2 separate regions of the Gossypium arboreum genome follow, and region 1 is linked to region 2. Evidence: chromatin contacts called from public Hi-C data. All regions are on one chromosome and are shown on one strand. Each heading gives the region's core, a stretch centred on a gene start, on an enhancer-like site or on the middle of the called end of the contact. The rest is flanking DNA. Distances are from core to core; before and after follow the strand shown. Region 1 holds the start of LOC108456924 (DNA ligase 4). Region 2 holds the start of LOC108457042 (protein TRANSPARENT TESTA 9).

Region 1 (6,608 bases), core at 847-3,346, 140 kb before region 2:
GTCTTGATCAAATGCAAAAATAAAAGAGTACATTTTCTTTAAAATAAGTGAAAGACTATTAGACTACCATGGAAACACAATATGCTGTTTGGTATGGTATGTGTTGCTGGTTTCTGTTGATTTGATTAATAAGGGTTTGTTTCATTTTTATTTTACTTGATGACTATCTTTTGGTACATAAATAGTACACTAAGAACCATAAAAAAAAATTAAATCAAAAGATCATAGAAGAGACACTAAGCTGTGGTATAGAAGAGGTCATCCCTTTTGTGCAACATCTAATGCAAAGCTTTACAGCAAATTCAACGACATCGACACACTTTTCCAACTGAACCTTGTTTTGTATATGGTGTTTAAAACCACTGCCTCGTGGCGTTCTCCGATAAACTCGACCATAGTTCGATAGGATGTTTAAGAGTCGCCGACACTGTAACTTCCAAAGCCGGTAACTCTAATAGCTTAATTAATTTCAACATCTTTGTACACATCATACATGTTAGATCAAATAACATTATAATTGACTTAATACTAATCATAATGCACAATGGATTGAAATAAATATGAGAAGAACTCATATATGGCATTTGTACTCTGTAATACATTATATAATATGATTTTAGTGTATAGTGGGATAGTTAAGGTCTCGAAGTCTTGGTCTTTACCAATATTGCCAAGGTTTCATTACGGTCTTTTAGCATATTACCGAGTATGTTATATTATTATGTAATGTAAGATTTGTTGTTTATAGTTGACGAAATGTAAGATTATTTAAAGCATATTTTATAAATTGTATTTAGAACTTTTTTCTTACTTTACAAAGGTTAAAAGATTATAATATTTTATTTTAACAATAAATGGATACATTTTAATAAAAATAATTATACATATATTTTTAAAATAAATAAATAAATTAGAATTGGAATGAACAATAAGCAATTAGAGTGTTCTTTTATCAGTGACAAGAAGAAGAAGAAGAAAAATAAGCTTTTTGTATTAAAAATATGCTATTTGTTATGGTTTAGCGCAAATTAGACTAAAAAGATAAAAATAATATTAATGCAATAGACAAAATGTAATATAGTATATTAAATGTTTATTTTTAAACTTAGGGTAATAAATAAAGTTGGATTGTAAAATGAAAAAAATAAAAGAATTAAATAATTTAATTAATCAGCTTTTATTATTTATTTTGATTTAACTAAAATGAATAAAATCATTAAAAACAATATATAATTATAAAAACAATGTTTTAAAAAAATTGTGGATAAATCTCAAAATTATATATGAACTATAATTTTGTGCAATTTTATGCATAAACTTTTCGATCAATTATTGACATAGGATCAATTTATGTGTTTATATATTACATACACAGATAATTATATTTATTAAATATAAAAATAAATTGATGTATTTATTTCTTTAAATGTGTATGATCGAATCAAATTTAAAGTTTCATGTATACATTTGAATCACAATCAAAGTTTTATGTGTATAATTGCCCCAAATTAAAGTTCATGTATTAAATTGCATATTGAATTAAAGTTCATGTACAATTTTGACATTTATCCCTTACTAAAAAATCATTTTATATAAAAAGGTAATTACAACCAGTGTTATTAAATTATTAGTAAATTTATGTTTTATTCAATCAATTTTAAAAGTTACAAAATGATTATTAAATTATTTGAAATCTTTTATTTAAGTCATTGAACAATTTAAAAGTTTTTATATAAACTATTGAGCTTTTTTTTTCCTTTAAAGTTCAATATTGAGCTCCAAATGATGATTCGACGATAGGTATAATAGATCAATACTCATCGATGAATAAAAAAAAACTATTTAGATTATTGGTTCGTAAATTTATGTCGTTAAAAGTTATTTCATACAAAAAAAGAACCTATAGAAAAAAAAGGAGAAGGGCTTTCTATTGGTGTAGACAATGCAAATAGAGAATCTCATGTTACTTTGATTTTAATAGCAAGTGACTTAAATAAAATAATGATTATTTTATAACTTTTTGAGGTTAAGTGACTAAAATGTAAAGTTATTAATAGTTTAGTGAGCATGAGGCATAGTTTACCGCATACAAAATTTCACTTTAACCAGAAAATGATACCGAATCAGCCGTAAATCCCCAATTCGAAGTTTGAACCGAGTACCAAACTCACAATTTGTCCTTTTATTTTCTTAAAACGGTGACGTAGCTCGGTTCTTCTTCGTCCTTCCTCTGCAAGCTATTAAAACGGAACGCAAAACTGGCGGTTTAAATTCTCTAAGCTACAAAAATAAACCAGAAGCACCGTTCTCTCTATCTCATCTAACACCAAAAAAGAAATTCAAACAACAAAGAAAAAATTTAAATAAAATGACGGAAGAAATAAAGTTAAGCGTTTTAGTGAGTTTATTCACATGGATCCAGAGGAGCCGACCGTCGGCGAAGAAGCGGTCTAAGTTTCGTAAATTCCTCGACACCTTTTGTAAACCATCCGATTACTTCAGTGCTATGCGGCTTATCCTTCCTTCACTCGATCGAGAACGTGGAACTTACGGCCTCAAGGAGTCTGTTCTCGCAATTTGCCTCATCGATGCTCTCGGCTTGTCGAGGGATTCTGCTGATGCTCTACGTCTTATCAATTGGCGCAAAGGTGGAGCTAATACTGGTGCTAATGCTGGGAACTTTGCTCTTGTTGCTGCTGAGATTTTGCAGCGTAGGCAAGGTACGGTTTCCGGGGGACTTACTATCAAGGAGTTGAATGAGTTGCTTGATCGATTGGCTTCTGCTGAAAGCAGGTGATTTTTTTACTTGTTATTGCTTTTCGTTTTGCTTATTTGAAAGTTAATTGGAAAAAAAAGAGATGAATGTTGTTGTGGTTGACCTAAAGTGAGCTAGAAGTTCGAATGTAATACATATTAGGAGATGATTGTTTCATATAAATGTAAGAATATATTTAAAAAGAAAAAGAATGAAATTGAGAAATTTCAAGAGTATCATTTTTATTTTAATCAATGGGTTGTTTCCCGCTTTTTTTTTTTCTGGAAAAAAATTGAACATTGATTGTCGAACTCTGGCTAATAATTCAAAAGTTGTATTTGTTACTCGTGACATTGGTTCCAGTAGTATCCAACTGTTTCAAAGTCATTGAAGTTTTGTTTTTGTAACCAAATGAGCTTTTGACTTTTTGTTTCTTGAATAAAAAACAATTAGAAAAAGTAATAACTAAATGTAGTCCAAAGTGTTGTAAATGCATTACTTGAATATTTGGTCCTGTCCTCTATGTTTCTGACGTCAGGGCTGAGAAGACTGCAATCTTTGCTACTTTGATTAATAAGACAAATGCACAGGAAATGAAGTGGGTTATCATGATTATTCTAAAAGGTATTATCTCTTAGCAACTGAACTCCTGAGTTTTCTGTCTGCTGTGAAAGCTTTGATCCCTAGTTTACTTTTCCTGCAGATCTCAAGTTGGGAATTACTGAGAAGAGCATATTTCAAGAATTTCATCCAGATGCGGAAGACTTGTTTAATGTCACGTGTGACCTAAAATTGGTTTGTGAAAAGTTAAGGGATCCTACTCAGCGTCATAAGCGTCAGGTGTGTTATACACATTGAAGCTACTCTCAGTTTCTCTTTTAACTGCCTCTGTTAGGTTAAGTCTCTAAATTTTTATTGGTCTGTAGTGTTCTAAAGCTATCAGTTGAGGGACTTGCTGTTCTAGTTCACTTTGTAAAGAGTTTATAAATTGAAAAAAAAAATATTAACATCTGGCATCAGCTGATTTGTGTTTAGGTTGCTCTTAGCTAGTGCGTCGGGACTAAAAAGAACGTCTGAAGTGATGACTGAGCATTCTTTTCATTTATGATTTTACTTCTCTTTCTAACAATTTGATCTCATTTTTTCTTTTTCATATCTTATCTGCACTAAAATTCTGTGTTTGGAAAATTTAAATCTGTAATTGCTAGGTAATCTAGATGAAATAGGTTACTCCCTTCTCCCTCTCTTCCTCCCTTAGAAAACATCCTCCTGCTTGCTCTACTTTATTGTTCAATGAGAACATTTAATTTTCAGAGAGGGTAAAGCCCGAAATTACCTTTAAGCTTTTCTGGAAATGGCAATTAAGTCTTGGAACATTAGTTATGGTTTAGTTAAACTTCTGTTTAGACAAATCTATCCTTATTTGTACTGAAGTAAAGAAATATTCCATGAACAATCATCTCATCCAGATATTAATAGTATGTTCTCCAAGTGACATTACTCTTATTTTCAGGACATTGAGGTTGGAAAGGCTGTACGCCCACAACTAGCTTTGAGAGTTCGTGATCCAGCTGCTGCATGGAAAAAGGTAAGGTGTTGCATAGTTGGCTTCAAAAAGTTACAGCTGATCTTTGTCCCAAATAGTCAGTAATGGAGTAATAGCATCCATTTTTTATTTTATTCTTAATGACATCATAATTCAAACTTTTTTAAGGATTATTGTCACTGTCAACAGTTCCTATCTCTTCATCTTATGTTAGTTGAAGAAATACTTTCCTTTAAATTTTTTATATATTTTCCTATTGAATAATCTTTAATTCTCTTCCCCTTTCCTAGCTTCATGGTAAGGAGGTAGTTGTTGAGTGTAAATTTGATGGCGATCGCATCCAAATCCACAAAAATGGAACAGACATACACTACTACTCCAGGTGAGCAGCTACAACCCCCAAACAAAAGGTCTCCTTTTGATATGTCAAGGTTAGTGCAACTGAAGCATAGAATACCCTTTTTGGTGGGCAAACCTCCCTGCAACAGTAGGATCTCTTATATTCAGATCCATTCTTCCTTGAGCTATCAAAACTGGAACGAAAAGGGGGGAATAGGAAAATGGCTTTTCATATTGCTCTTCCTTAGAGAAAAAAAGGGTGTTCTGTTTATGTGATGTGCACATGAAGTTAGTAATTATAATGTGTTCTGTTGGCTCTAACTTAACAGGAATTTTCTTGATCATTCTGAATATCAGCATGGGATGTCAAATATTATTACCCAAAATATTTTGGTTGATAGGTGAGGTTTTCTAGTTTAAAAACAGTCAAACTTGTATTATTTTGAAGAATTTTAGCCTTTTCACTTGTATTCTATTTTTCATTTCATCCAAGGGTATGTTGTGTAGATGTATACTTGATGACTAATGGCTCCTTTCAGATGTGTTTTATCATTTCTGCTTAATTGTTTCCTCTTAATGTTGTGCAGGTGTATACTTGATGGAGAAATGTTAGTTTGGGATTCCACGTTAAATCAGTTTGCTGAGTTCGGGTCAAATCAGGAAATAGGTTCTTATATTTCTTATTCTTATACCCACATATTTTCATTTTCTGCTCTTTTCTACTTGAGCATCTTGCATAATTATTATTAATTAATGATTTGTTATTATCCTGTTTACAGCCAAAGCAGCAAAAGATGGCCTTGATAGTGACAGACAGGTTTTATGCTGTACAGAACTTGTTTTTCTTATCACTAATTACAATTGTGGAGAATATTTTCTTGAAACTTGATGTATATGTTAATTTTCCTTTTTCCTTTCTCTTTGGTGCAGTTATGTTGTATCCTTTCATGCATAACCTGAAGCAAGTTGCAGGTCTTGCTTTCTAACATGTTGATATTGTTATATTGGCCTAAAAATAAATTTACCCACTTCTCGTAACATGTGAACTTTTCAAGTACCCTTAACTGTGGGCTAGATGTTGCATTTGACATTCTTTATGTTGGGGATACAAGTGTTATTCACCAAAGTTTGAAGGAACGGCATGAGATTCTTCAAAAAGTTGTGAAGCCTTTGAAGGGTCGCTTAGAGATTTTAGTGCCTAATGGTGGTCTCAATGCAAATCGTCCTCCTGGTAAAGAATAGTAATATTACAACCTCCTTCCTGGGTATTTTAAATTTTTGTTTTTTAGTTGGCTCTTATTATTCATGCAAACACAACATTTTCTTATGAAAACAACTGAACACCAGATCCAAGCTGAATTTATAACTTTATATAATTAGCATGGATGTCACCTTTTATGTAAGTCCAGAACCACTACGGTAGATATGAGTTGATTCATATTTGCTAATAACATGAACTGCTTGCTAGTAAGACAACCTTTTTGGTTCAAATGCAGAATCAAGCAGTGGTTTGCTGTATGCAAAGTGAAAAGGGGAGAGATACGGAGATTTCTATTGTGTCTGGAAATTCGATGGAGTGTAGTCTAGTCTCATAGTTAACAAATACAAGTGGAATTAGAATTTGATGATTAATGGTTCACTTGGTTCTGTTACAACATCTTTTGAAGAATCTCCATTTTCTAACTGTTGTAGTCTTAATCTGATGTTTTAGCCTCTGCAATTATGGGCCTTTGTTATGTACTTAAAATTCTCAACATACTGGTGGGTGAATATCGTATGACTTAGGGGTTTTCCCATGATTACCCATTGTATAAATATATGGCGAGTTCTGTGAATTTCTGAATTGCACAAATATTTTTTTAGTTTTTACTTATGAGAAAAGCAGCAATGATTTCTACCCTAATCTTGCAGGGGAACCTTGTTGGTCATGTATTGCTCACAGTGTGAATGATGTTGAGAGATTTTTCA
Region 2 (7,312 bases), core at 997-3,496:
TGATAAACATTCAGTGTTATAGCACGCACTGCTGTGCGAACCATGCTTTCTTCATGAAAAGCAAACCGTATTGCCTCAACATACAACGGGAAGGAAACAACTTCTTCCTAGAAAAAAAATGACAAATAGAAGAAGTCATTCAACAACTGGAAGTAGAGAAAAAAGAGAGAAGCGGCAGTTTTTAACAAGGGCTAAAAAATGAGTAATAAAGAAAAAAATTTTACAGGGAAACAAATTCCATATATAAAAGAGAGGAACACTTACATCTTGAGTCTTTACAAGCAGAGAAATTGTGTTCTTGTTTAACTTTCCACTTATTGCTCTAGAAAAGCCCAGAATGACAGTTGAAATACCAATGTTAAAAAAATGCTTTCAAGACTTAAATTGGTTAAGAAATTAACAAAAAATAACATATAGAAGTCACCTATAGTGATAAGGACTGCTAAAAGAAAAGAAAACAAACCTTAAGAATGATATATAGTAAGAAAGTAGCTCTTCATTGCGGAAGTCAAATGAATAAGTTATTAGGTAGTTAACATGTTCATTACTGAACATATAGTCTGCAAAAATTTCACAAGGAAGATCAATAAAATCGTCCAACAGTGTTAGAATCAACTCAAAAGACCAAGGAACTGCAAATTTTGGTTTTTTTCTTTCAACAACCAACTTACATATGGCATGTTCTCTTCTTAGGTTTTGAATCAAAATGCTTATTGTTTGAAGTAACTGAAGAGAAACTGTCACAGTTCTGCTAATATTCAGTATACGTACGAACTCTCCCATGACTTGCTTCTCCATGAAAAACCTGCAGGGAGAATGTACGACATAAAAGTGCTGAACCAGAAACATGAATCATATAGGTAGTAAGCATGAAGAAACCTTACTCGAAAAAGGAAGAATCATGTTGATCACCATATGTCAACAACTCCGCAATAGATCTCAATGCCTCAATAACGAAATCCTTCATAATGGATAAAAATATGACGGCAGATGATACAAGGCAAATGACAACTGCAGTAATAACAATAGTATGAAGTATGATTCTATTACCTTATTAACATCATTAACAATTTGAACTTTCTGCAACTGGTTCGTTAAATATCTGCACACCAGGAAACACAACAATTAATCTAAAAGCACGATTTCAAATTCAAAGATACAAAAGTCCAACCCACATTTCCGGAGCAATCAAGCTGCTCTTCAACTTTTGTCTTGGAAACATGAATATATCCATTAGTATCGAAGCTCTAACAACTATTGATTTAAGGTGTCCAACAGCTAAAATTCAACCAGAAAAATATTACATGCTTGTTCAAGGAATTCCAAGGCAACATTTCAGTATCATCAAAGCTATATGAATCTTACCAATATAAACGAAATTAAAATAATAAAAAAACATTAAATTTGACTTCTACACGGGGAATCATTGCGCATACTATTCAATATTCATGTAACATTTCACATTTAATTCACTATTTGGTAGTCAACTTCACCGAGTGCATTTTTTCTATAAAATTGATATAAAAAGCATAAGCAATTTGAAACACAATAGTTCCAGTGAGAAGTAAAAATTATTCAATTTTTTTATATTTACAGAACTTACACAAGTCTATATTACTGAGAAAAACCGAAGATTCACAATCAATTTCTACAGTTAAAGTTTCACAGCAGCACTGACGAGAAATTACCGAACTCAAATTCAAATTTATCAACAATACGAACTTAAATTGTTGAAGACGAACAGAGATAATCCCCAAAATTACAAAAAAAAAAAAAAAAGAGAGAGAGAGAGAGAATAATTCAAACGATTGACAAAAAAAACAATAAAATAAAATAAAACCTGAGTTCGTCTAAGGAGAATCGATCTCTGGATCTCCAAAAGGAAAACCACATGATTGGCTCCTCAAACTTGAGAATTTGGCTCAACACGATTCATTCTTGCTCCGCTGTGCAAATTTTATTCTCCACTAATAATTCCAATAAAATTTTGCTTCAATTTCCTCAATTTTGATCAAAGTAAACTTCAATGGATCTCGATCGAAGAGAAGTTGAGTCAGAAAATCAAGAAAAATAATTTTAAAAAAAGACACGCACACAAACACTTTTTTTGGTGTAATTCCTTGCACAAAAGTGGAATAGAAATTAAAAATATGCAGGTGGTTTGAGATTAATAATTATTATTATGAATTTTTTTTAACCTTTTGGCTAGAAAAGCCGAGAAAGCCTTTGATGAAGTGAAGGCGGAGCTAGCATTCGATATGGGTTACGAGTCGGGTCAAACAAGTACCGGGTGGACCAGGCCCAATAATTTGTTGGGTTTATCCTTCGGTTCTCAATTTTCCAATTGAAGCCCGCAAAAGAATGAAAGCTGAACAAGTGATGAGATAATGAAAAAGGTAAACTACTCAAGGTTATTAAATCGTTAGTAAATTTATATTTTAGTTACTCAATTTAAAAAGTTATAAAATGATTACTTAACTATTCGAATATTTTTATTTAAATTACTGAACTATTAAAAGTTTTTACTTAAGTCACTCGATTGTTAAGGTTTTCTTTTTTAAGTTTGGCTAATGAGCACTAAGTGATGATTCGACAATTGAACGATGATAAGTACCCATCAACAAGTAAAAGAATTCATCTTAGATCCAAGTCGATGTTGAAAAAGATCCGGTTTGAAAATGATTTTCTTACACAGTGAAAAATTAAATTTTGAAAATCAACCCGGTTTGTGATATTTTTAGCAATAAACCCTAGACCGAAATTGTACCTGTGTTTTCTGATAAACGAGTCCTCAATGTTTTTCAAAATATAACCAAACTATCTTCTCTACTATTCTTGTACCACGAACTGCTTCAGATGTGAGCTCAAATTAATTGAATCAAAAAGATAGAACTAGAAAAAGTTTTTTTTTTGTGAAAACAAAAATTCTTTCTTCTTTAATTGAAACCGGTAAAATTGTTATTCTGAAAAATATATATATTTAATAGTAAAGAATAAATTCTCTCTATTTTTCGACAGAGTAACAATCTCTTAAAGTTGTGTGTTAATAGGTCTATCGGTATCATCTATTTATAGGAATAAAAAGTAGAACTTTTGTTAAATTGTAGAGGTTTATTTCAAATAGAAAAATTAACTTCCTACTTAGAGTAAGATTAGGATGAACGACATCCTCTAATATTCCTACTAGGGTTGCCGCCCCCTCATATCCATGAAGAGTTTTTGGGCCTCTCTCATATTGGGTCCAATTACAAGTACTTCATGAACTTTTCAACTCAACACTTTGTAATTTGATCCAACCCGATTCTATTTTTCTATTTCTTAAAATAAATTTTAATATTTTATATTAAATGATTTTCTTATCTCAATTTTACCCCCAACAAAATTATGACGATTTTACCCCTAGTAAATTTTTCAAGAGAATATGTTTAATATTTCACCATTCAACATGTTCACTATGACTGAATGATTTATTTTCATTTTTGGGCTTTAAAATAGCTCAAAAATATAAACTCATTCTTCCGATCATTTTTTAGTAATCCATGTACATTTGCAAATGTATCATTTCTCATTTTCGTTTCTATTTTCATTTCCATTTTAAGAAACTTGCATTCATTTCCAAATAATTCCATTTTTCTATTTCGGAGAAAACCATAATTATTCTTGAATATTTCCCCTTTCTCAATTTCTAATTATTCCATTCATTTTGATTCAAACACACAATTTATTTCTGGTTTCAATAAGCTTGCAAAAGGACCGATTGGACATATGCAATTAGGGTTCAAATAATTTATAATTGAGACTTTTTGCATATTAATTATAAACTCATTTAGTCACAAAGTCATTTCACTATAGTATCATAACTGAGTTCTCCCTAGCGACATACCATTACGAAAGCAACTACTTAGTACTTGACCTTGTCATAAATGTGTTACCCTCATAGGACATCATTGATCTCTTTAGGATAATATCTGTTCTCCTAATATGATCCTATGTTATCTCATAGTAACAATTACATATTCCTTCATGAAAATTCAATTACTATAAAATAGTAATTGAGTTATCTATCACAAAGATGAATGACTCGTGGTCATGTTTACTTTTCATCAACCATGTAATATCAATGAAATGATATCATTTACTCACGTCTCAGACTATGAATTACACATTGTGAATGATGCTACATACCGCAGAAGTTGTACACCCAACGCACTAGCTTTCGATTTCTTATTTATTTGAACTTAGGTTTTTACTTACATTAAAGTGTACGAGTCACAAATACATAATTTGTCGTCTACTCAAGATTTAGGTATGCCATACTATGAATGTCACATGTGAATAAATCCATAAATGGATTTAGGATTTATTATTCTTGGGTCTTATCCAATATCCAGTCAGTCATATCGTCTTTATCTTCTAAGAGTCATCTGCTTCGATACCCAAGACAAAGCATCTCCCCAATTGGATTTGATAGACGACATATTAGTCTTTCAATAAGTTTACTCATTTACAATTAGACTAAGAACATGTTTAAGTTTGTCTACAAATATAAGTTATCTTTTTATATTACGATCCGACAACGTAATACCGCTTAATATTTGTTAAACACTAGACAACCAATGACTAGCATTTGCTTCCATTTTGCTTTGTGTGCAAAAACCACGTGAGGACAATATATAAACTATTAATGTAATTCATGAATAATTTTATTAACCAATCTGTTCAAAAAAATTACAAGTACAAATTGACGAAAATACTATACTTAGAGCATCAAATCTAATAATTGGTCTAACGGTCAGTGTTGGAGATTGAAAAAAAAAACTTGAATTTTTGTTAGCAAAATCTTGACATTGCAAGCGGTGTGAACAGAAAGACTATACAACAACGATTTTAACAAACTAATGACTTTAACAAAATTTTTGAATAATTCAATGACCATTTTGTAACTTTTTGAAGTTAAATGATCAAAACATAAACTTATTAATAGTTTGAGTGTAGTTTAAAATTTTAAAATTATAGTCTCTATTCTTTTGGATTTTAAAATTTTAATCTTGATACAAAATGTAGTAGTTAAATCTATTTAGTTAAATTCTACTATTAATTTTGCATAATGCCCTAAGTTGTGAATTCAATCCATATTTTTCACTTTGATCATTCTTAATCCCTATAAATTTGAATTTTAAAATTTTAATCTTAATATAACGTAACTTAATGCATTTAACAACTACCATCTAAAGTTAAAGCTAAAATTTCAATTTCATAAAGTAAAAATTCTAAGTAAATGAACTAAATCCACAAGTTGCATATAATACAAAGATCAAAAGCAAAATTTAACCAAAAAAATAAATTTCCGAGTAAGATTACACGAGCTTTCCCAATTCCCCATAACTTTTTCTTGCTCTTTGTCAAAGTTTTCTATGAATTCACAAACTAAACGATACATCAATAAATTCGGTGTTATTCGTGTTATAGTATTAATAGTTAAATTATATTTTATTTATTTTATTAAATAATTCTTATAAGTTAGATTAAAAAGTAAACTAGTTATTTCGGTTAAAATTTTTATCAACTTTTACTTTTAAAAATAATATAATTGATAAAATAATTAAATAATATTATTTACTAACTTAACCAATACAACTCTCTCAAATACACGTATCCTCTCCTCTCTCTCTCTTTAACTTACTGATCACAACAATAATAGAACTACTTATTTTATTACTAAGAACTGCCTCTATTTAGAATAAAATAATAACAATAAACACTATTTTGTTTTGTTCTTATACTTTTTCACTAACCCCCCTCTCCCCCCAAATATCTCAACAAATCTCTCTTCCCCAAATTCCAAACATTCATCGTTTTTTCATTCTCTTTCACTAAAACATGGGTCTTTCCTATCCTTCACTCCCATTTTTTCTTCCCATTTTGTTCTTCATTCCCCTTTTATTTGCAGATAATTACACCAATTATTATAACACTAACAACAACAACAATGGGAACACTAATTTTAGCACAAATCCATTACCATCTCCATCTCAAACAAGACCAAATTCTTCTTCTCCGTTCAAACCAAGTACCGCAGTTGTAGCATTCGTCGCTATTTTGACTACCTTGTTTGCTATCATCTTCCTTTTGTTACTCTATTCTAAACATTGTGGGGGTAACAATGACAATAGTAATTATAATACTACTAACCCGTTTAGTTACAGTTCATCGTTGGTCACCACCGGGAGGAATTCGGGGATCAACAGAGTGGTGGTGGAATCGCTTCCGTTATTCCGGTTCAGCTCACTGAGTGGTCATAAAAACGGTCTCGAATGTGCCGTTTGTTTAACCAGGTTCGAACCCGATGAACTCCTTCGTCTCTTACCTAAGTGTAAACACGCGTTCCATGCCGAGTGTGTTGATACTTGGCTCGATGCTCATTCAACTTGTCCTCTTTGTCGTTACCGAGTTGACCCAGAAGACATACTCTTAATATCAGACCAAGATCCAACCACCATTGCCTCTGCTTCATCTTCGAATCGTTTTGAACCCACTGAGTCAGACCGGACGAGACGAGTATCAGGGCGGCACTCATACGCCGCCGGAGAACGGACAGCGGCGGCGACGGTGGGGAGTTACAGGAAAGACGGGATGCTATTGAAGAGAATGGAGCATAGGATTATAGTATCGGGTACGGGTACGGGGAGTGGGTACCAACAAAGATGGAGCGACGTACAACCGTCGGATCTGTTATATCTACGGTCGGAAATGATTATAAGTCAGAGCCGTAGATTAAGAATAGGAGGAGCATTGGTTGCAGAGACAGGAAATGATGATAATAATAAAAATGGAAATGGAAAATCAGAAGAAGAAAGGTGCAGAAGCAGGTGAGAGAGAGACAGGGAATGCATTGGTAGAAGCGTAATAAATAATAATGGTGGTGTCTGAATTCACGGGATTAATTAGTAGGTTTTCGAGGGTTTTTTTTTAGTTCAGTGTTTTTTGGTTTATATATTTTATAAGTCCTTGTACTTTTTAAAAGTTTTGAATTTAGCCCTTATAATTTTATTTCTAGCTCTATTTTACAGATTTTAAAATTCAGGTTTAATTATTAAAATTATTTTATTAAATTTAAGTTTATTATAAGTGAGAAATTTTTTTAAAAATATGATACTAACAAATTTAAAGAAAACAGTATTAGTAATTAAATTTGAACTTTTTTTAAAAAATAAAATATAAAAACTAAAATTTAAATTCGTAAAGAGTATAGGGATTTATAGTCTATTTTTATTGGGGTTACGTCACAGTCTGATCGTGATTTTCTCATGAT

Evidence for each region. A called contact is a pair of places that touch in the nucleus more often than the background predicts.
Region 1: a contact with region 2 is called in a Hi-C map of leaf, with 2.8 times the contacts expected there. The contact joins the promoter of LOC108456924 here to the promoter of LOC108457042 in region 2. A contact is called at or near these places in 2 of 5 Hi-C or Micro-C datasets (both in leaf).

What each region holds. Positions count from the first base shown.
Region 1 is chr13:127,159,397-127,166,004 of ASM2569848v2, reverse strand. It overlaps LOC108456924 (DNA ligase 4), which reads left to right and starts at 2,096. Exons shown (of 25, transcript XM_053024258.1): 1 at 2,096-2,793; 2 at 3,294-3,379; 3 at 3,459-3,595; 4 at 4,269-4,343; 5 at 4,592-4,683; 6 at 4,970-5,041; 7 at 5,228-5,307; 8 at 5,420-5,467; 9 at 5,716-5,871; 10 at 6,552-6,608. The coding sequence starts at 2,369. It overlaps LOC108461285, which reads left to right. Exons shown (of 2, transcript XM_017761119.2): 2 at 1-47.
Region 2 is chr13:127,018,658-127,025,969 of ASM2569848v2, reverse strand. LOC108457042 (protein TRANSPARENT TESTA 9) reads right to left here and starts at 2,246. Exons shown (of 21, transcript XM_017755858.2): 1 at 1,841-2,246; 2 at 1,051-1,102; 3 at 885-961; 4 at 672-805; 5 at 464-560; 6 at 265-322; 7 at 1-107. The coding sequence starts at 1,893. It overlaps LOC108482912 (RING-H2 finger protein ATL43), which reads left to right and starts at 5,653. Exons shown (of 1, transcript XM_017786019.2): 1 at 5,653-7,079. The coding sequence starts at 5,881. The coding sequence ends at 6,873.